Regions from separate parts of the Zea mays genome. Here region 1 is linked to region 2. Evidence: chromatin contacts called from public Hi-C data. All regions are on one chromosome and are shown on one strand. The core of a region is the stretch at or near the end of the contact, and the rest is flanking DNA. Distances in the headings are between cores, read along the strand shown. Region 1 holds the start of LOC100304212 (putative protein kinase superfamily protein). Region 2 holds the start of LOC100284070.

Region 1 (3,859 bases), core at 392-2,891, 250 kb after region 2:
CCCGACCCAGGGGTCGGACTCAGCCTTGGCCTCGGAAGACGGTCTCCGCCTCGCCCGACCCAGGGGTCGGACTCAGCCTCGACCTCGGAAGACGGACTCGACCTCGACTTCGGAGAAGCTTCCGCCTCGCCCGACCTAGGGCTTGGACCGACCACGTCATAGGGGGGCCATCATTACCCCTACCCCTAGCTAGCTCAGGATACGGAGAACAAGACCGGCGTCCCATCTGGCTCGCCCCGGTCAACAAATAATGATGGTGCCCCGCGTGCTCCATGACGATGGCGGCTCTCAGCCCCTTACGGAAGCAAGGAGACGTCAGCAAGGATTCGACAGCCCCGACAGCTGTCCTTCCGCAGGGCTCCAGCTCTCCTCCGACGGCCACGACATCACATGAACAGGGTGCCAAAACCTCTCCGACTGCCACGACGGCATGTACTTAGGGCTCTAGCTCCTCTCTGCTAGACACGTTAGCACACTGCTACACCCCCATTGTACACCTGGACCCTCTCCTTACGCCTATAAAAGGAAGGTCCAGGGCTCTCATACGAGAAGGTTGTCTGCGTGGGAGAACGGGCCAGCGCATAAGGCTCTCGCTCTCTCCCACGCGGACGCTTGTAACCCCCTACTGCAAGCGCACCCGACCTGGGCGCAGGGCAACACGAAGGTCGCGGGTTTCCCCTTTGCCTGTCTCTTCCCCCCTTCGTGCTCCGTCTCGCGCCGACCCATCTGGGCTGGGACACGCGGCGACAATTCACTCGTCGGTTCAGAGACCCCCCGGGGTCGAAACGCCGACACTAATAGTTAGCCAACTATTTGTTAGTCAGCTAATTCCACTAACAATTTTTTAAATTATGTTTGAAAACTGCTAGAGCTAATAGTAGCCAACTAACAAATTATTATTACCCAACACTAAAGATGGAAATATGAAAGTATTGTTAAGCCAAACATATACTCTTTCTGTTCACAAATATATCATGTCATTGGCTTTTTTCCAAAACTTTATCACCAAGTCTTATTCAAAATATTTATTTTAAAATATAAAATTTGGAGTCACGCTTAAGTGCTAAAATAAACTATAACAAAATAAATAAAATAAATTATAACAAAATAAATGATATCCCTTCGTTTAAATTATAATTTATTTGATCTTTTTCTGACACGATTGGTCAGCTCGTCTTATTTATTTTTTTAAAATAAAAAAAAAATCAAAACTAAATTTAAAATATATTATATGCTAAATAATATCACAATAAAAATTAATAGTAATTATGATTTTTAGTAAGAGGAGCCGGCCAAATTTAGGATAAAAATTCAAAACAGTAATTTGATTAAAAGTTAAAAAAAATCAACGGCGTCTTTTATGTATAGGTGCGTGCGTGCGTGCACGTGCTAGTGCTACTACTGGTGCGTTAAACATTTTTGGCACTCTAGAAAAAAACCACCGACATAGAGCTAGTACCTAGCACGTATACAAAAGAAAAATAAAATGGACGACGAACAAAAAATATTCGACAAGAAATCTATTTGTGGCCACACCCCAACCAGGGCCACCACCCACGACCAGGCCACCACTTCGCCATCGCCACGGCTCCACCCACGTCTCGGCTTTTGCTTGCTTGCTTCCTCCTCTCCCGTCGGGCACTCGGGCTCGTCAGACTGCGCCCGGGCGCCGAATCTCCAGACGGGATCGCGCCCCCCATCTGACGCCACCGGCGCCGGAGCCCACGGCGACCGCGCGCCTCTGCCTCCGATCTAAAAGGTGCGCCTTCTTACCGAGATTCGGCGAGCTTCAGTAGCAAGGAACGAGGGACATCGGGGCAGTGGTTAGATTGGCTTGCCTGGGAGGGATCGGAGCCGGACCTGCATTTTGCGTGGTAAGTGGGAACCGTCTCCGTTGTCCGTGTGAATGCGCGCGGGATCGCGGTGATCTGCGCTTCGCACTCGAGCTTTGCGGTGAAATTGTAGTGGGTTTTTAGTATTGCTGAAGTCTAGCTCTGGAGCACGAACATCAGGTTATCTAGATTCCTTCGTCTGGGTGTTTATTTGAGCCAGCATCTAGCTATTCCCTCGAGATCGCCTGATATTAGCCCGACAAAACTTATGCGTGGGCTCCATGCGACCCTAGCTTAGCAGAGCTGCATCTGGTTCGCTATTTTGGCTTATCTAGGTGACGTGGGCGATTTATCGTTATTGTGCAGATATTTAACGGGCACCAGTGGTTATTCGAACAATAGGTGTGTCGCTACAATCATCAGAACGGTTCAGAACTATGTTACTGATACGGCGAGACGGAAACTTGATACGCCGATACCCTAATGCACTATTTCTGAAAAAACACCGATACGGCGATACACAAATATATATTTCCTCTGTTCTTTTTTATTTGTTGTCGTTTAGTTCAAAAATAAACTAGTGGGCGACAAATATTCGAGAATGGAGGTAGTATTATAAAAAATTAAATGCTGGAATAGTGGACCACACAAGTTCACAACGAGTACATAGATAATAAAGTTCAGGCCATCAAGCCATCAAACCTAGGAACTTTAGTCTTTAGGTTCTAACAGACGATAATATTCCATCAAGCCAGAGAAGTAGCAGCCAGTAGATTGAGAAACAAGGAGTTTGAGAACCAAGGGAGGAAGAACATGGACCCGCAGGTCGGTTTGTGGCAAGGGTACACAGCTACGACACACACTGACGTCGATTTGTAGATCAGTGGGCGACACCAGGGCCGTGCTGAGATTTCAGGGGCCCTGGGCGAAAGTTTATATGGAGGCCCTTTTGACCCATGTGTATATAATAACTATATATGTGCATATGTATAATTATAAACACATATTTCGATAATGACAAAACACAATTAGCTAGCTACTGCCTATGGTATACGCGTATGTGCGAAGGTCGATCGTCGATGACGTGTTCTGGCATTTGTAGTCCTATCTGGACTCTTCGGTCCTTTGGAGACATGGTGGCGGCACCGCGGTGGGAATTATGTTTTTTGGTTGTATTCTGTTCTGAGTCCTGACTTGGGAATTGGCTTACGTGAGCAGGCTAGTAGCTGCTTCCGACTTATGTTACGTGAGCAAGATAGTAGAGGCTGGACTGCTAAACGGTTGGGCTAACCAAACAAACACTGTTTGGATAAATTAAATAACTAAGTACTATACCTTAGTATATACTTGAGGGGCCCAATATTTTGGGGGCCCTGGGCGACCGCCCGGCTCGACCCCCTTTAGGTACGACCCTGGGCAGCACCATGACACAGGTCGGCAACGACATCCATAGACCCACACCCCATATGTTATGGTCGCTGGATCGGTGAGGGATTGGGGAGGGGTATCGATGGGTAGGAACGTCGGCCGGGGGCCTCTGCCCACGGCCGAGCAAGAGGAGGGTTTCTCCCTTATAATTCTTGACTACTTTATTTCTCATCCATTGATTACATAAATAGGCCAGCTGGCTGCCCCTATCTAGCTAGATATCCTTATCTCCTTAAAACTCTCCTAAAAACTCTCAACAACTACTAACTGATAACCTTCCTAGATAACCTTAACTAATCTCCTAAATAATCTCAACTAATCTTCTAATCTTATCTCTAACTATCCTTATCTAATCCCCCTTGGAGGGCCCATGGCTGCTGCTGCAGCCCCTCCGTGGGCCTCCTTAGGCCCTGACACTACACCCCCTCTAGACAAGCAGCTCGTCCTTGAACTGCAGTCCAACAAACGACCTGTAATGCCCATCACTGAAAAAGGAACCTTTTACATCTCGGCTCATCTTTTAATTATTCTAAATATACTACAACTGCAAGCATCATCCCGTGTCCGAAGGAAACGTTGCACAACGAAGAGGAGAGCGC
Region 2 (4,263 bases), core at 1,548-4,047:
TTGCTTTACGGTGATCTTTAGGAGTAGCAAATATCTGGACAAGTACAGGTAATGATTTCACAATCATGTTTTATGAGAATCTTCTACTTTGTAAGAACTTATTTGTCCCATAAAGCACATAAATATGAAAGTTGACATATATCATCAACAAAAGTTGGTTTTATAGTATAACAAGCAAGCATTAACTTCCTATACACCATCTTTTTGGCATTGTTGTTAAAACGTCGCTTAAACGTCGTTTAAATGACAAAACATGATTTAGGGTTGAAACGTCTGGGTGTTTTAACAAAATGGTGTAGAACGTCCGTTAAACGTGTTTAAACGTCGCTTAAGCGTCCTCGGCGTGTTTTAAGGTGTTTTACATGCGTTTAGGACGTTCTACTCGTTTGTGGGCCTTTCCTGGGCCAAAAAAAATGGGAAACCCCTATGTCATCCAGGCGGTCAACGCCAGCATCCAGCTCCTACGTGCGAGCGCCAGCCGCCCTCCTCTCCAGCGCGTGGATGCGTAGCTGGCCGCCGCCCTCATCTCCTCCAGCGTCACCGCCTGACCCCCTAAAGCAGACTAGCACCGCCACCCCGACTCCATCTCCTCCAGCGTCGCCGCCCACATCCTCCCTCCACCATCCTCCAACAGCCAGTGCCCCACCTCTCCTCTCCTCTGCCCCCTCCTCCCTCCACCATCCTCCAGCAGCCAGCGCCCAGCCCAGGTTCAGGTTTTCAGTGACAGTGAAGCACCCAGGTTCAAATTCAGACAGTGGCAGCTGCATGCTCCATTTGGTCATTTGGTGAGTAATCTGACCATATGAGAACATGAGATCAATGTTTTAGACTCTATTTTGATTTTGCTCACATTCACTGATCATAGATACAAGTTGTAACTTGTGTGGTTGAACTTATGTTGTTGAACTTGATCTGTTTCCTTTTATGCTATTTGGTTTTTGAACTCAAGTACTCAACTTATGTATGAACTTATTCAATATTTGAAGTTCTATGTCAAGTTTGAAAAGACGTTTCAACGTTTGTTTCACCGTTTAAATGTTAAAAAGGCGGTTCATAACGTTTTACCGCTTTAATAACCATGCTTTTTGGTTTACAGTGAGCAATGGAAATGCAAGCTTAGATAGCAGCACGCAAGATGTTCTTATGTTCCCAAAAAAGAAATGGAGCCAGCATATGGTAATCGTCAGTGTTTATGGTTTAAAATACAACAAAAAAGTGATGCAATTTGAATTTAGAAAATTTGGACAACCACCACTGCGTCAAACACCAGTCTGCTCTTTTACCACATGGTGCCCCAATGACAGGTGGGTCCTGGTCCATCTGTCATTGAGACATCCAGTACTAAAATAGCGAAGTGGAGTTTGACCTTGTTGTATGTTTGCAAAATCCTGTTAGATTTTTATCATTAGAAAATCAAGCTGTTTTCATAGCAAAATGAACGTCACGGACAAATCTAGATAATTGGACAGATAAGTGCAGTTCATCAACTTGTTAAAATGCTTAGCCATATGTAGGTATGGCATAACATGTGAAACCAGTTACATACCTGAGTTATCATTTCCTTCACAAGCTTCCAATGAGGTTGCTCATCAAAATTTGTAGAAAATGTAAGAAGTGGGCGTGACCCTTTCAGATGGTTACCGGTAAGCTTCAACTCCTCCATGGTGTGAACTACAGTAAACATCACATCGTGATTAATTGTTAGCTCATCACAAAAGCATACATGTTATAGACTGCAGTGCATAAGACTGCCAATGTAAGTACCATTTGGGCCATAGCATACCAGCATTAACTAGAAATTTTACTGATGGTCCTCCAGGAGACTTCACCATCCAAAGGTAAAGATCCTTCTGTTTTCTGCACTGTAATACATGAAGGAAAAAACTTCACCCACATAATTCAATAAGCTAACAGAACTGAGAAGTATAATGCATACATATATTGAACAATTATAATTGTGGGATGGCGGATGGCACAAATGCAGTCAAAGAAAACATCCATTGCCCAGTAGAGAATTTAGAACCAGAGCAAAATGGAAGTTGCTTCCTCAATACATGGGATCCCAGAGAACATCCATAGAACGAAAGCATGGACCAAAACCCAAGCTTGAGATTAAGAGTTGCGATTTATACAGCTTGTTCCCGCGCGTAAGCAGCCACCGTCATGTCAATGCTAACAAGATCCTCACCGTGCGGGGTGGAAGCAGAGTAGAAGATCTATACCTCGAAGAAAAGGCAGCTGGAGCAGCTCCTGAGCTCAAGGAGCTCGTTCAGCGCGTTCCCCTTGCTCTGCTTCGACTCGACCTTGCTGTCCTTCTTCGCATGCGGGAGCAGCGACAGCACGTCCTGCATCAGGTGCCGATACCTACGCCGAGCACGCACGCGTGAACGGAATCACCCATCTCACAAGACTGCAAGCGGAAAAACAGGGAGCACTCACCTATACGTGATTCGGCGGGAGCAGGTGATGAGTACCTTCTCCCTGTTCCGGAACGGCGCCACCGCGGCCTCGGCGCCCGCGGAGGCGGGCTCGGCGTCGGGGACCAGGTCCTTGAAGCCGAAGAGCGTGCGCTCCGGGCGCGCCGGCGCGGAGTCGTCAGGCTTCTCTGCGCCGGCCGCCTCTGCGGGCGCGTCGGTGCGCTTCCGCTTCTTCGCCATGGCACTAGGTGCGCTTCCGCGTGTGCTCGAATGCGCGGCGGCGAACGGTTAGGGCCTGAAAGGAGCAGGCGCGGGGTGGCGAGCCGAGCACGACGGCGAGCTAGGGTTTAAGCCGCTCGGGCGCTTGTGGCCTGGTTGTTGGGAGGGAGAGAGGCGCGCATCAAGTAGGCCTGATGGGCCAGGATGGCCGTAGCAGTGCTTATCCATAGCAGGCCAGGCCGAGACGGTCCTGTAAGTAGGCCAGGCTTTAAATAATAAACAGTTTGGAACCAGAGCCCCGCGGAGGAGGTAGCGCACACGAGAGACGAGGGAAGTAAATCGTTCCGAGGAAGAAAGTCCCACACTGGCTAGTAGCGGATGCGCGCACTTGTGTGGATGGCATATATAGGGGGTGGGGTGCTAGCGTAGAACCTTGCCTTAAACTAATGAGTAAGGAAAACAAAGCGCTGCGGTGAGAGCCGCTCGCAGTGCGGGGTCAAAACCTGCACCGCAATTTTTGAAGGGGGAAGAGGCTGGCGCGGGTATTGACACTGCCTTACTTTGCAGGACTTGCCTGTGCGGGCCTCCCCACCCGCCAAACCAAATTGTAAATTTTGAATGCATCTTTTTAAGATTTTAAAATTAAAACTAAAAAAATAATTATTTGTTGCTAAAAAATTTACATAGTTTTGATCTAAATGATGACATTTTCTTAGGATTTCCTCTTTTTTAAAAAATCCAATTCTTAATCTTTTTAAACTAAAAAACTATGTACTGTTAAAACAAATTTACATAATTGATCTTTAAAAAACAATTTAGGACTGCCTTCTTTCTAGAAACATCCAATTCTATGTGATATACTAGTTAGTTTTGCTTTAAGCAGAACACGGAAAGGGGTCATACATTTGTGATTTGTTTTAAATATAAAACGGGCGGGAGGGAGAAGGGGTGATGTGATTTGTTTTAAATATAAAACGGGAGAGAGAAGGGGTGATGACGGTCGAAATTATATTAAATTTTACTCATTTGATTATGGTTATAGGTGTGCTTCTGGCCGGGCTAAAAGGGACATTTTTGGCCGATCCAAGTACGTCACGAAGTTTGACGGGCCAGGTCAGACACGCCATGATATACGGGCCGCGCTATGGGCCAAAAATTACTGCAATACGGAAAAAGTACTACTTAAAATTCCAAACTTTGTGCTAACAGCCAAACATATCCCAAGCTAATATGATAGATTTAATTATATGTTATGAACTCTTTTTTGTCACAGCATGTACCTAAAAAATATTTAAAAACATGAATTAAGAAAATAAACATTTGTGCGGATACCCCAAGTGTGATTGGACTCTCTCTGTTCTAAGTTGTATGTGGTTCTACTTTTGTATTCAAGTCAAACTTCAATAACTCTGGCCAAGTTAAAAAAACACCAAAATCCACACCATAAAATTAGTTTAATTAAACCTACTATGAAATATGTCTTGATAGTGCATTTATTTTGAAATTATAAATGTCAATATATTTTTTCTATAAACCTAGTCAAAGTTAGATAAGTTTGACTTAGGATAAAACCAAAACAATCTACTATTTGGAACATAGAAAACAGTAATTAATAACTTAATTAGTC

What was found. Hi-C and Micro-C count contacts between places; a contact is called where the count stands out from the background.
Region 1: a contact with region 2 is called in a Hi-C map of leaf, with 5 times the contacts expected there. The contact joins the promoter of LOC100304212 here to the promoter of LOC100284070 in region 2. A contact is called at or near these places in 12 of 25 Hi-C or Micro-C datasets (bundle sheath, ear, endosperm and 3 more).

The regions. Positions count from the first base shown.
Region 1 is chr4:133,821,849-133,825,707 of Zm-B73-REFERENCE-NAM-5.0, forward strand. LOC100304212 (putative protein kinase superfamily protein) reads left to right here and starts at 1,642. Exons shown (of 8, transcript NM_001361387.1): 1 at 1,642-1,759.
Region 2 is chr4:133,570,378-133,574,640 of Zm-B73-REFERENCE-NAM-5.0, forward strand. LOC100284070 reads right to left here and starts at 2,798. Exons shown (of 8, transcript NM_001156968.2): 1 at 2,440-2,798; 2 at 2,223-2,364; 3 at 1,784-1,862; 4 at 1,547-1,671; 5 at 1-34. The coding sequence starts at 2,657. It overlaps LOC111591490 (U12 minor spliceosomal RNA), which reads left to right and starts at 3,070; the gene lies at 3,070-3,227.